Regions from separate parts of the Triticum aestivum genome. Here region 1 is linked to region 2. A link is a contact called in public Hi-C data. All regions are on one chromosome and are shown on one strand. The core of a region is the stretch at or near the end of the contact, and the rest is flanking DNA. Distances in the headings are between cores, read along the strand shown.

Region 1 (7,369 bases), core at 1,898-4,397, 550 kb after region 2:
ATCTTGTTACTCTTGGGTGTTTGAGCACCCTAGACGGTTGAGGTCACCTCGAAGCCATACTCCATTGTGGTGAAGCTTCGTGGTGTTGTTGGGAGCCTCCAAGTGTTGTGGAGATAGCCCCAACCTTGTTTGTAAAGGTCCGGTCGCCGCCTTCAAGGGCACCAATAGTGGAATCACGGCATCTCGCATTGTGTGAGGGCGTGAGGAGATTACGGTGGCCCTAATGGCTTCTTGGGGAGCATTGTGCCTCCACACCGCTCTAACGGAGATGTACTTCCCCTTAAAAGGAAGGAACTTCGGTAACACATCTTCGTCTTCACCGACTCCACTCTTGGTTATTTCGTGCCTTTACTTTTGCAAGCTTACTTGTGTTGTATCTATTGCTTGCTTGTGTGCTAGTTGTCATTGCATCATATAGGTTGTCCACTTAGTTGCATATCTAGACAACCTACTTTGTCGCAAGGTTTAAATTGTTAAAGAAAAGCTTAAAAATTGTTAGTTGCCTATTCACCCCCCTCTAGTCAACCGTATCGATCCTTTCAGTGCTGGTGAAGATGTTGATGGAGATTGACCCTCTCCCGATGGGAGGATCGTTGGTGATGACGATGGTGATGATTTCCCCCTCCCGGAGGGAAGTGTCCCCGGCAGAACAGCTCTGCCGGAGCTCTAGATTGGTTCCGCCAAGGTTCCGCCTCGTAGCGGTGGAGTTTCGTCTCGTAAGCTTGCCCATAATTTTTTCCAGGGTAAAAGCCTTCATATATCAGAAGATGGACACCGGAGGGCCACCAGGGGCCCAGGAGACAGGGACGCGCCCAGTAGGGGTGGGCGCGCCCCCCACCCTCCTGGCCAGGGTGTGGGCCCCCTGAGGTGTTTCTTCCACTCAATAATTCTTATTAATTCCAAAAATAAGTTTCGTGGAGTTTCAGGTCTTTTGGAGCAGTGCAGAATAGGTTTCCAATGTTTGCCCCTTTTCCAGCCATAATTCCAGCTGCCGGCATTTCCCCTCTTCATGGTAAACCTTATAAAATAAGAGGGAATAGCCATAAGTATTGATATATAATGTGTAATAACAGCCCATAATGCAATAAATATTGATATAAAAGCATGATGCAAAATGGACGTATCATTACCCTCCGTTGGTTGAAGTCTCCATCGACATGGACGTACCATAGCACCACCTACCGGAACCACGCCAAAAATCTTTGTGTCCCCATTGCGTTTGCCTTCTCCAAACCCCTCCTTTACTTACATGTGCAATGTTTTACTTTCCGCTGCTATACTCGTAGAATTGCATGTGTAAGGTGATGCTTGACTTGTTAGAATTGCTAAAATCCGCCCACAGCTAAAATTGGGAAAGAGTTAGGTTTTATTTGGTCAAGCAGTCTAATCACCTTCCCTCTATACATACTTTAGATCCTACAGCATCCCCCAAGCTTAGAAGCTCGAGTCTTCCTTGATTTTTACCTTGGGCATTTCCAAGCTTAGTGCCATGCCGCTTCTTATTCATTCATCCATCGTGATCTCACCCAAAATTTGAAAACTTCAGCACACAAAGCTTGGGGACGTGTCTTCGGGTAGTTATATTTTCGTATGTACTCGTTACATCCACTTGTCTCAGCAACTGGGCGGAGGGGGTATTGGTGGATGACAACGGCTATGAGAGATTGTAGGCTGCGGGGATCACACCTCTACGGCTCTACCGTCTTGCGATAGTAAATGCGTGTCCTCGCATACGACGCCAGGAAGTAAAATTATTCGGAAGCACACAGGTAAAATTGGAAAACGTAAATTGTTTTAGAAGGCAATGACACATATTGCAGGACATCGTCGTTCAAAAATACGTTTATCCAGGCAGGGATGGAGAGTGTACATCAAGATTCCAAATCATTCTCTTAATTTCTCAGGCACGGCAACGAAAATTGGCCACAGACAAATAAACACCGCAAAGCATAATATAGTTATTCGGTCTGCAAAAGAAGAAGGGGCGGTGGCCTCATTGATCATCATCATCGTCCATTCCCCCCTCTCTCGAAAAGAAGGATAACACCCAGACATCCACGTCGCTCCACACTGATTTTCGTTTGGGTCGAGTCGAGTACCCCGCATTAATCAGTCAGTAACCCCATCTCGTTGAGCCGTTTGCAACACCGCAGTGTGTACCACCCGCAAAAGAGGAAACGGAAAAGCATGTGCTGCCGTCATGTGTGCTTATCGCGTTACCGCCCGAGCCCAAGAAAGAAAGGCCTTGTCGCCCGATCGACGAGTCTGTGCAGAAAAACCGGGCGACGCAAACAAGTGGCGAAAGGAAGCAAAGCAGGCGCCTCGCACGTCCACATCAATCCACCAGGAAATACCCATCCTTTTGCTCCAACAGCGAGCTTGTTACCACCCGCGTACACACACGAATACAAACCCCCCAACTCCTGACAAATCAACGCCCACAAAAATAAGGAGAGGAATAATTTAGAACACAAGTACTAGGAGTAGTTGTATATGCTGTTAATTTATATCCTTCTCGATTTACTTGCGGTTAATATAATTAAATGGATCGCAACGCCTGACGGTAGCAAGTGAAACTGGCGACAATTTACTCGCTTCACTCTACGAAACCGAAGCACGTTCATTTCATTTATTAGAAAAAAAGAGACATGATCCAAAAATAAATGTTTTCAGAGAGAGGAGAGGAGAGGAGGTGAGGGCGTGGCGCGCGTGTGGAGGCCGGGCGGGCGGCACTGACTGGCTGGCTGGCGCGTCCCAGCGGGAAATGAATGGGGCTCGGTCGTAAAAAGCTGTCCCGTAGGTGCGGCAGCGGCAGTGCTGCGCCCACCCACCCCGTTCGCTGCACCCCGGTCAGACCAGACCAGACAGGCCGCCCCCGCACACGCAACGCAGCGCAGCGCAGACCACGACCGCGGCCCCACCGCGCGCCACCGAGCCCGCCGGACCCCGACCCGACCCCCCGTCCACGCGGTCCGGTCACCGCCACCGGTCCAGCACCGCCAGCACCACCACCACCACAGTCGGCTCGGCTTGACGGGTCGGCTCCCGGCCCGTCGACCCGGCTCGGGCGCCCGTCTGTCTGTCTCTCTCTCTCCTCCGCTTTGCGCGTGGGTGAGTGTGTTTCTCTCTCTACCCCCTACAAAGAGACCACCACCAAATCCGCCTACCCCATATCCCCTCTCCCGTCCTCCCCACAAAACATTTCCTTCCCCTCTCCTCTTTCTACTGCCGCTCCGCTACTACTACTCCTCTCTCCTCTCGCTTCCCCTTTCCTCCATCTCCCACCCCACCCTCGCCCCCTCGCCTCGCGCAGCGGCTAGGGTTCCTCCCGCCACGCCGCCGGCCAGCAGCAGCAGCAGATGCCGCCCGCCGCCATGGCGCCGCCGCAGGCCCCCTCCGCAGGTACGCAGGCTTCCGGATCTGGCCAGCAGGGCCGCAATCCTCCACCTCGTTGGTTACTGACGTTTACCGGCGCTGGTTTTCTGAGCAGGGGATCCGCTCTACGACGAGCTCTGGCACGCCTGCGCCGGCCCGCTCGTCACCGTCCCGCGCGTCGGGGACCTCGTCTTCTACTTCCCGCAGGGCCACATCGAGCAGGTCGGTCAAGCCCGCCCCCCTCCCTTCCTCCTCGCTTAATTCTACCCCCGCCTCGCGGTTTGGCGCGGGGAGGCTCTTCTGCTTCGGTTCGCGCGCTGAATTTGCTTGTCTCTCGCGGTGTTTTTCGTTTTCCAGGTGGAGGCCTCCATGAACCAGGTCGCCGGCAACCAGATGCGCCTCTACGATCTGCCCTCCAAGCTGCTCTGCCGGGTCATCAACGTCGAGCTCAAGGTGCCTGCTTAACCCCTCCCCTTTCTCGCCCGCTTCCCTTGCTCAATTCCGCCCCGCCTTAGGAAAATTGTCTTCTACTTGTTCGTTTGCCGGGAAATTCGATTCGGTCAGCTGATTTGTCTGAGGGATTTTGCCAGGCGGAGGCGGACACCGACGAGGTCTACGCGCAGGTCATGCTCATGCCGGAGCCCGAAGTAAGCTCTACCGTGAATTTCGCTGGGTTCAAACTTTGGGGATTTTCGTCCTCTTCCGCTTGAGGTGCTAATTTCCCTCCTCTCCCTGTAATTCCTCAGCAAAATGAGATGGCGGTGGACAAGTCGACCTCAACGACGGGCGCCACGCCTCCGAGGCCGGCAGTACGGTCCTTCTGCAAGACTCTGACGGCATCCGACACCAGCACGCATGGCGGTTTCTCCGTGCTGCGCCGCCACGCTGACGAGTGCCTCCCTCCCCTGGTATGTGTCCATTCTACACCAGATCATGCGTATGGGGCTTGTTGCCTTCGGTTTTGTGGCATTTGCTGACCTGATCTATTTGGCAGGACATGACCCAGTCGCCTCCAACACAAGAGCTTGTGGCAAAGGATCTGCATGGCATGGACTGGCGCTTCCGCCACATCTTCCGTGGTAAGTTTTTGTTCCTTGCCTTGCTCTGATCTGTGCCAGTTTTACATCGCCATGTATGCCAGTGTGTGTGATCTGAAGCTGATAAATTCAGTAGACCATTTGGTTGTAGCTTAGCAATCAGTGACGCCCCAACACATCTACGCATCAAATCTGTCTATAAATTGTGAGGGTTTATCTTGTACTTGATGATGTTGATGGCATCGATGATAATTGTGTTAACCGAGTGCAAATCAACAGGGCAACCTAGGAGGCATCTCCTTCAGAGCGGTTGGAGTGTGTTTGTCAGTTCCAAAAGGCTTGTAGCCGGGGATGCCTTCATTTTCCTCAGGTCTGTTGCTGTTTCCTTGATCACCAGCATAACATTTCTTAACCCGGTGCTAAATGTGTTATGCTCCATGCAGAGGAGAGAGTGGTGAGCTTCGTGTTGGTGTTAGGAGGGCTATGAGACAGCTGCCCAACGTGCCTTCTTCAGTCATATCTAGTCATAGCATGCACCTTGGAGTCCTTGCAACTGCATGGCACGCCATCAACACGAAAAGCATGTTCACTGTCTACTACAAACCTAGGTATGAACATGTCTACGGCAATCATACTCTTCTATATGTAATATTTGTTCGCATCGGCTCATTCTGAGTACTTACACTTGTGTCCAATCTTTGGTTGATTCTAGAACGAGCCCTTCAGAGTTCATTATACCATATGATCAATATATGGAGTCTGTGAAAAACAATTATTCAATTGGGATGAGATTCAGGATGAGGTTTGAAGGCGAAGAGGCACCAGAGCAGAGGTGATTATCTGTTGTATTTGCTTTCCCTACAAGTATAGTTTTGTGTGCAAGATCCCCCAACAGCACCGAGTAGATCATTTCTAATCTGTTGTTTCCATTGTCATGTAGGTTTACTGGTACTATAGTTGGCAGTGAAAATCTTGACCAATTGTGGCCTGAATCAAACTGGAGATCCCTTAAGGTAACTGTTTGATCACTATTGTTATTTTGTACAACTTGAAGGGTGACATGTTCATGGAGGATTTCTTCTGAAACATAGGTGCGTTGGGATGAGCCGTCAACTATTCCTCGTCCAGATAGAGTCTCTCCTTGGAAAATAGAGCCTGCTTCATCACCTCCTGTTAACCCGCTTCCTCTTTCTCGTGTCAAAAGACCTAGACCAAATGTTCCTCCAGTTTCTCCTGAATCATCTGTTCTCACAAAAGAAGGTAATCATATAAGCTCGTTAGTCTTACTAGAAGCTTGATGAAAAAAATATAATTCCAAATGTGATGCTCTTGAAATGTTGCTGCCATTTGCAGGTGCAACTAAGATTGATATGGATTCTGCTCAAGCACAACAAAGAAATCAAAATAACATGGTCTTGCAAGGTCAAGAGCACATGACCTTGAGGACCAACAACCTGACTGCCAGCAATGACTCTGATGCTACTGTTCAGAAGCCTATGATGTGGTCTCCATCCCCCAACATCGGAAAAAACCATGCATCCGCGTTTCAGCAGAGGCCCTCTATGGATAATTGGATGCAGCTGGGAAGATGTGATGCTAGTTCTGGTGCTCAATCTTTTGGTGATTCCCAGGGCTTCTTCATGCAGACCTTTGATGAGGCTCCTAATCGTCATGGCTCATTCAAGAACCAGTTCCAGGATCACAGTTCTGCTCGTCACTTCTCAGACCCGTACACAAAGATGCAGACAGAGGCCAATGAGTTTCATTTCTGGAATAGCCAAAGCACCGTGTACGGTAATCCAAGAGATCAGTCACAAGGTTTCAGATTTGAAGAGCACCCATCAAATTGGTTAAGGCAGCAGCAGTTCTCCCCGGTTGAACAACCCCGAGTGATCCGGCCTCACGCATCAATAGCTCCTGTTGACTTGGAGAAAGCAAGAGAAGGCAGTGGTTTCAAGATTTTTGGGTTTAAAGTTGATACTACCAGCACCCCTTCTAACCATTTGAGCTCCTCAATGGCTGCAATCCACGAGCCTGTGCTACAAATTCAAGCATCCGCATCGTTAACTCAACTGCAGCATACACACGCTGATTGTATTCCTGAGCTGTCCGTAAGCACTGCTGGGACTACTGAGAATGAAAAAAGCATTCAGCAAGCTCCTCACAGTTCGAAAGACGTCCAAAGCAAGTCCCATGGTGCTTCCACAAGGAGTTGCACAAAGGTATTGTCATGCTTTCTTTATGTTCATGCCATATGCTGGTCAATATACTTGCTATTTACAACCTGAGTTGAGCAAGCCTTGAGCACTTTGTCATAAATCTGTTGCCTCTGTGCGTGAATCTCTTTGTTACTTATGTTATTATGAGCAAGATATAGCAGGATACTATGTGTTCACACATTCTTAAATACTGTATACATGGTAGCTGAATTCAATTGCACTATCCTGTCTGCTTAATCGTGTATTCTTGCGTTATTTGTTTGGTCCGACCACTAACTTTTATGATACTCCCCATGGTTTTGCAGGTTCACAAGCAAGGTGTTGCACTTGGTAGATCAGTGGATCTGTCAAAGTTTGGTGACTATGACGAACTCACAGCTGAGCTAGACAGGATGTTTGAGTTTGATGGTGAACTGATGTCTTCAAACAAAGATTGGCAGATTGTGTATACTGATCCTGAGGGTGACATGATGCTGGTGGGAGATGATCCATGGGAGTAAGCCCTCTATCTATCTTCGTGCTTGCTTTGATACGAACGTCACACAAATCCGCTTCCTGTTACTTACTGCATTGTTTTGTGAGCAGGGAGTTCTGCAACATAGTGCGCAAGATCTTTATCTACACCAAGGAGGAGGTCCAGAAGATGAACTCGAAATCATCTGCCCCAAGAAAGGAAGAAGGTTCTGGAGATGCTGATGGCGCAAACGAGAAGGCTCATCTCGCCACGTCAAGCCATTT
Region 2 (7,131 bases), core at 2,633-5,132:
GCATATGTGGCATAATTTTCAGAAATATTTTCATGGCGATGTGTTTGGAAGGTTGTGGCCTGCTGCTAGGGCATATAGGCCGGAAGAATACTAACATCACATGGCAAAGGTATTTGATGCATCCGAGAAAGTATATCCTTACCTTAGGGATTACGATAATCTATTATGGATGAGGTGCATGTTCAACCCAACCATCAAGTGTGACTACATAAATAACAATCTCACCGAGTGCTTCAACGCTTGGGTGCGAGATATCAAGGACTTGCCAATTGTTCAGCTAGCTGATAAGATTAGAGAGATGATTATGAAACTATTTAGAAAGAGAAGAATGATTGGAGAAAGATTTACAGGGATAATACTTCCATTTGTCATACACCAACTAAATGCAAAGACTCGAGGACTAGGTCATCTCAAGGCTAAAGCATCAGCTGATTGGAGCGGGGAAGTGAAAATGCTAACAAAGAGGATGAAAGACATGTGGTCAAAACTCTCACACATGAGTATACATGTCTGCAATGGCAGCAAACGGGCAAGCCTTGCGACCATGCACTAGCCTTCATAAATGTCTTGCAAGCTCGCAACTTTGTTAACATGGAAGACTATGTACATGAGTACTACTCAATTAGCAGATTTAGGGCAGCATATGAAGGTGTAATTGAGCCCCTTACGGACAAGAATCAATGGCCACACGTGGACACAGGCTTTGTGTTGCGTCCACCAATTCCAATAGGCAAGAAGAAAGGTGCTGGAAGAACAAGAAAACAGAGGATAAAGAGTTGGTGGGAAGGTGGATCAAGGAAAGGATCCTTGAATAAATGCAAAAAATGCGGGGAGGTAGGACATAGAGAAGCTGGCTGTCCTCAAAATGGAACAAAGAAAAGGTACATAGTAGTACTTGTTGTTGTTTTCTATCTATAATATCATGGTTCTTTTACATGAAAATAGTTCTAATTGCTTCTTTTTGTAGGAAAAGTAGGGGGAAAAAGAATCCATCTCCATGGTTTGATGTTTCAGTTAGCAATGTCGTTCCATCTACACCAACCAAGAGCAAGAATGATGCCACTTGTAGCAGTCCTGGAGCTGTCATAAGAAGCTAAGCTGCAGCTCAAGCTAGTCCTGGACATGTCACAAGGAGCCAAGCTACTACCCCACCACCAAAACCTCCAGCAAAAGGAAAGAATAAGAAAATGACACCTAAGAGGAAGAAACTAAGCGACCTATGAGCTTGTTTGTGGCTGTGATGAACTCGGCTGTGGGTGGAGACTCACTTTTATTGTTGTGTATGTGAGGTGCAAACTCACTTTTATTTGCTCTGTATGTGAGGTAGAGTCTCACATTTATTTTGCTGTGAGGTAAAGATTCACTTATTTTGCTGTCATGAAGTCCTGTATGTGAGGTAAATACTCACTTATTTTGCTGTCATGAAGTCTTGTAGAACATGGCTGACTTATTCTCTATGCTATCATTGAATCATTGTGACCCTATATTATTTCCAGCTTGTTTGTGTGGAAGGCTATTGATTACAGCAAAATCATGTCAATTTTTTTTGTGAAACATAGCACACAACTTTAGAAAATCATGTCATTTCTTATTTGGCCAAAATATTTTGTGGTTTCAAAATTCGGACAAGGTACAGAGATGTGACTTTCAAACAGAGGGGTACTTTTGTCTATTCCTATTTCAATATGTTAGTTATATACTAACAAAGTTGTTAACAATGCCAAAGGGGGGTACCAGCAACAACTAGACAGAACTGCGGGGGGGGGGGGGGGGGAGGGGTCAGAGGAAGGCAAACTAACAAAGGGGCTTAAGATCAAATGTGTACGAGCTGGGGGGGGGGTAAAATCAATTCTCACAAAGCCACCGGGATCGGGGAAGCACCGGGGATGGCGAATTGGTGATGGAAGCCGGCATCCCGAGGTTGAAGAAGACGGCCAGATGGCGACGTTGTCGCACAAGGTAGCTCGAACCCATGCCTGCGCAGCCTCTGGACATCCTCACGAGGCTCAAGGAGTGTAGTGGCCGCGGGATCGACGAGAGGGGGCGGCGGTGGTTGCGGCTGCAGATACTGCAAGGAAGGGGCGACACGAGGGAGAAGGGATGAGTCCTGGGGTTGGCCAAGGGGCTCGAGGAGGGGGGGGGGGGGGGGGTTCAGCCTAATACTCCAAGGGGACCGGGAGATGGCCGGCACGCGCCATGGCGCGTCCATGGCCGGTTGGATGCCCTCCACGATCCCTTGTCTCCTGTAGAGAGGTGGGAGGAAAGGTGGAGGTTGGCTGGTCCGGCTATTTGGCTAGATGGGCCAATGTGCCTAGTAGATTAGGTCATTTTACTTTATTTATTCATTTATTTATTTCCTGTTTTGCAATTTCTATAAAAGTAAAGGATTTTTAGTTCAATAAGGTACTTGCACATAAATACGTTGCAATGCTATGAGCTAGCACAGCAAGTTAGAACTTATTTTGAAATGTGCAAATATTTATTTAAATTGAAAAGGATCAATTAAAAGTTGTTGGTCCAATTTTAAACATGTTAAGGGTATTTTAATAATTCCAATAATATTGGTTTATTCATGACAATTAGTTATTAAAGTTTTGCAACACAGGGAACATTTTTGTTTCACCGCTTGAAGAAATAATAATTTGACTTTATTTTAAAATTGAATTTGAGTTTGGTTCGGATCAAAGTGAGGTTTAGAAAAATAATTGCGATGACATGGCATCATTAGTGTGTGGTTACTGTAGCTTAGCTACCAGGGTGTTACAAGCTGGCTCCAAAAGCTGAAATTATGGATTCGGTGGGGTTGGGAGGGGTTCAGAACACGCCCTTAGTAGGTTATCTTCTCGTCTCTACTGGTGTGCAACCTCAGGTGAACAATATCTCGATAGACCCCAACAAATCGTGCATATTAGTAGGTTCTGAACCGATCTTTGACTGAACCCATTCTCAATTGTGTCAACCCAGCACATTCGAACAGATGTTGCCGTGAAATTAGTTCAGTCGCTACCTAATTTCATTTGCCAGGCTTTGTTATTCGTGTTGTAAACTGTTGTTGAGCTGGAGATATGCTCCTTTGGCGCCCTTCAATGTTCGAAAGAAAAGCATTAGATTTTGGACGGCATGCGTGACTGTCCACTCTTGCTACTACTCGAAATAAAAAGCTCGCTTATCTAAAAAAAAGCACACACGCATGAATCTCAAAAAATAAAAAAGCACGCACGCATGGGACGAGATTGATTTTCTAAAAGAAAGCACGGGACGAGACTGAGAGGCGGGCCCGTCTCACGGCACGTGGGCGAGGTGGCCCCCACATGGCAGCCAGCAGGGCAACGCGAGGGCCGAAAAGAGGGTGGAGCGAACAAAAAGAAAGCGGCGGGAAAAGGAGCCAAATGCTCTCTCAAAGTACGGGCCTGGGGCATAATTACCTCCCCTCCCCCACCCTCCGTACCCGCTTTTTACCCCACTACTAGGTCCGCTAATCATAATTTTCTCTGCATCCCCTCTGCAGATGCAAACGAAACGAGCAACAGTCCATTCAGCGGATAACCACGTCTCCCTGACAGAGAGGAGCGGCTAAGAAATTTCCACAGGAACGAGAGGTTAATAAGCAGTCGGTCAAAATTCGGTTTACCATTACCGGCGCAGGATGAAATTTACCAGATATGGGCGGAAAGGGGAATTGATCGCGGCAACAGTGGCGCTACGTCGTGCGTGTGGGGGACTTTGAGGAGGGACAGGGGCTAGAATAGGTTTTCGGGGACAGGGTCTGGGCATGGCGCGCGGTTATCCACGCGCCCCTGCTCCGTCTCGGGCTCCCCCTCCCCTCGTCTCCCGTCCCTATGCTATCTGCTGCCGCTAGAGCCACCCCGAGGAATGAGACCGTGGTAAACCCAACCGTGGTGGGGTGGGGAGGGAATCCAGGCGGACGGACGGACGGACGAGGGAGGAGAATGTCTGGTTCCGGTCTTCATGCTCTGTCCCGTGGCTGCGTGCGTGCGTACGTGCTGCGAGATGCGCCGGCAACCCAAAACCAAAAGGCCTCCCTCGCCCTTTTGATTCCCCCACGCCAATGCCTTTGCTGCCCCCCTGCTCTGCGCCGTGAGAGCCTGGGATTGTTTCTCTTCTCGCCCCGCCGTTCCGTTTCGACTTAAAGCTCCTCCCGAGGAAGCTCGCCCGCCTGCTCGTCTTGGTAGGAGGTGCGGGCCGCGTGACGGTGAGCTCTCGCACGCACGCCTGCTCTGCTGCTGCTGTGGAGGAGGAGCAGGGCGACGTTTTCGCCGTTTCCGTCTTCTTCGTCGTCGTCGTCAGGTATAATTTTGGCACCCTGCGAAGCTCCTCCCCTGCAAAATCTCCGGCCCCTCTTCATTGCTCGTTTCCGTTTCACTGTCCCCTTCCGACTGCAATAAATCTCCCCCGTGTTGATAAGCAAGAACCATGCAGAAAATGGCATCTTGATAAACCAATCTTTGATCCTATTTCTTCTCTCCACTCCGCTGCCAAATCGGTTCTTTGGTCCATCCAATGGCGCCGGGAGCCGGGACGGCGGCGGCGACCAAGAACCCTACCAAAACCCTCGCCGCCATCCTCCTCCTCGTCCTCCTGCTCGCCGACCTCCCGCTCTGCGCCTCCCAGCCGCCGCTGCACTCCCAGCCCCTGCCCGCCACCCAGTCCCCGGCGGCGCCCCTCCCGCCGCCGCAGCCGAGTGCCCCCCACGCGCGGGCCGGCGGCGCCGCGCGCCTCCGCCGCATCGCGCTCGGCGTGCTCCTCGGCTCGCTCGCCGGCTTCCTCCTCTCCCTCGCCTTCCTCTACGCCATCCGCGTCGCCGTGCTACACGCCGGGAACGCGCCGGCCGTCGCCCGGGGCCCCGTCTCCTTCACGCCGCAAATCTCGCCCAAGAGCCTCCAGGGCGCACTCCCCTCCGCGCGCCCGCTCGCGCGCGGGCCCCGCGGGACGTACCACAAGCTCGACCTCGACGGCGACCTCACCGTCGCCGTCAAGGTGCTCGACCTCGCCGCCGCCAGCCGCGCCGAGGCCTCGCCCTCGCCCTCACGGCCGGCGAACGGCTCCAACTCCAAGTCCGACATGCGGAGGGTGCAGCGGCAGCTGGAGCTGCTCGCCCGGGTGCGGCACCTCAACGTGATGAGCCTCAAGGCCTACGTCCGCGACGCCGACCGGCTCTCGCTCGTCTACGACTTCGTGCCGGGGGGCAGCCTCGAGGACGTGATGAAGAGGGTGAGGTCGCAGCAGGTCAGCCTCAGCTGGGACACCAGGAACAGGATTGCGGCCGGGGTGGCCAAGGGACTGCGCCACCTGCACTTCGAGTGCAACCCCAGGATACTGCATTGCAACCTCAAGCCGTCCAATGTGATGCTGGAGGAAGGCTTCGAACCGGTGCTGGCGGATTGCGGCGTTGCGAGGCTGATCGATTCCGGTTCGCCTGATCCGCAGTCGTCCGGCAGCCTCTACACCGCTCCAGAGTGCTACCAAAGTAGCAGGTAAAAATCCATGCGTTGTCTTTTTTCAGTTTTCAGTGCTCAATTCAGCTAAATTTAGTAGTTTGCAGATTGCAGTATTACTATTTCTCAAATTGACAATTTGGTTTGCTTGTCTGTTCATTATAAATGATATGAGGGGAAATTAAACCTAGGATATGCATCATTATCACTGCAAGGAAGGTAGCTCTAAAATAAAACTTATGCCGGATTGAGATGTTTGTTGTTAAATTTTGTATTTTCTAAAAACAGATATCATGTGTGTACATGTTCACATGCTGCATACTCAATTTTATAGGTACTAAGCAAACAACTCAATGTATTTCAGATTGCTAGAAATCTGCGATGTCTGCTATTGGCACTGAATAGCTTAAATTTTAAGCTATAAATCATTATATTATTGGTAACACATACTTATACATCTGGCAACTAACATGTGTAAATTGTGTAGTGATAATATCATGTCATTTTCTTATTTGAACCATAAGCATTGCAACATTATATAATAGTATATACTACCAAAACAAGTGTTTGACATTCCATTGCATTATTGCTTGCATCCATAGTTTCATTTGATTTGTGTCCCCAGTTAACAGTGCGTAATAATTGGCTAGCAAACACTGTTGTCTGTTTCCTTTCATTAGACTCTTCTGAATTTGGTTTTCTAGTTATCTGACTGTGTTGACGATAAGTAGACTTCACTTCCGTGCCATTTGAATTTAATCAGTGAAATGAGCAAGAGAGAAGACATAAAGCATATTAATAAAGAATACCACAGGGCTTAATCGAAGGTACCCAGCTTTCGCTTTTTGTAACTGGAGAATCTTTACTTTGTTAGGGAACCTGCATCTAACCTTTTTGAATTACCTTTGATTGTTAAGCTTTCCATATATTCCCGCATGAGCACATACAGCTGTTGGCCCACCCCCTGTTCTACTAAAAATATCGATATATTTCGTTCTAGCCTCTTGTATATAAATCAGAGAATAGATGCTTTGAGGATTGGTGTTCTATATTCTTATTCCAATCTCGTTCAGATAAGTACATCATCAGTAAACTTATGGGAATTTAACGTGCAGAAAAGGACTTTCAAGCAGGCTACTTTAACCAGATCAGTAACTCATGATTTATTTATTTATTTTGTCATGGTTGATCATCAATTTTACAACTTTAGCTGTCTGTAATATAAAACTTCAATTCCACTGCACTTGGTAGGTTGGGCGATAGTTCCGCTTAGGGGCTATGTTGCCTTTGGCGTTTTGGGCTGCTGTGCGGCTTGTGCTCGGCTGCTTTAGATCTCAGGGCGTGCATCGTTCTGAACGTGTTTCCCTGGTCAGGTTTCCTTTCTGGTAGCTTGTAACAGACATTGTGGTTTCTGATATATGAAAATCGGAGAGGCCGCTCTCTTTTTCAAAAAAAACAAAAACTTTAGTGGTCAATCCTAATAGAGCTTGTGTTTTTCTTCTGTTAGATGGTTCAGAACTTCAACATCATGTACTGCCATCCATATGTTTTTCAGCTCTTAGGTGTTTCTGAGTATTTAGATTCAAACATTTGCTGGTGCAGGTACACAGATAAGTGCGACGTCTATGCTTTCGGCATGATCCTCGGCGTTCTGCTCACTGGGAAAGACCCCTCG

What was found. Hi-C and Micro-C count contacts between places; a contact is called where the count stands out from the background.
Region 1: a Hi-C map of leaf shows a contact between it and region 2, with 2.7 times the contacts expected there. The contact joins the promoter of LOC123072105 here to the promoter of LOC123072101 in region 2. A contact is called at or near these places in 2 of 5 Hi-C or Micro-C datasets (both in leaf).

The regions. Positions count from the first base shown.
Region 1 is chr3B:739,425,417-739,432,785 of IWGSC CS RefSeq v2.1, forward strand. It overlaps LOC123072105 (auxin response factor 4), which reads left to right and starts at 3,148. Exons shown (of 15, transcript XM_044495661.1): 1 at 3,148-3,402; 2 at 3,491-3,597; 3 at 3,733-3,828; 4 at 3,966-4,022; 5 at 4,122-4,283; 6 at 4,370-4,454; 7 at 4,692-4,782; 8 at 4,856-5,020; 9 at 5,125-5,244; 10 at 5,353-5,425; 11 at 5,504-5,672; 12 at 5,766-6,634; 13 at 6,937-7,127; 14 at 7,217-7,369. The coding sequence starts at 3,360.
Region 2 is chr3B:738,874,146-738,881,276 of IWGSC CS RefSeq v2.1, forward strand. It overlaps LOC123072101 (inactive leucine-rich repeat receptor-like protein kinase CORYNE), which reads left to right and starts at 3,883. Exons shown (of 2, transcript XM_044495660.1): 1 at 3,883-5,495; 2 at 7,059-7,131. The coding sequence starts at 4,522.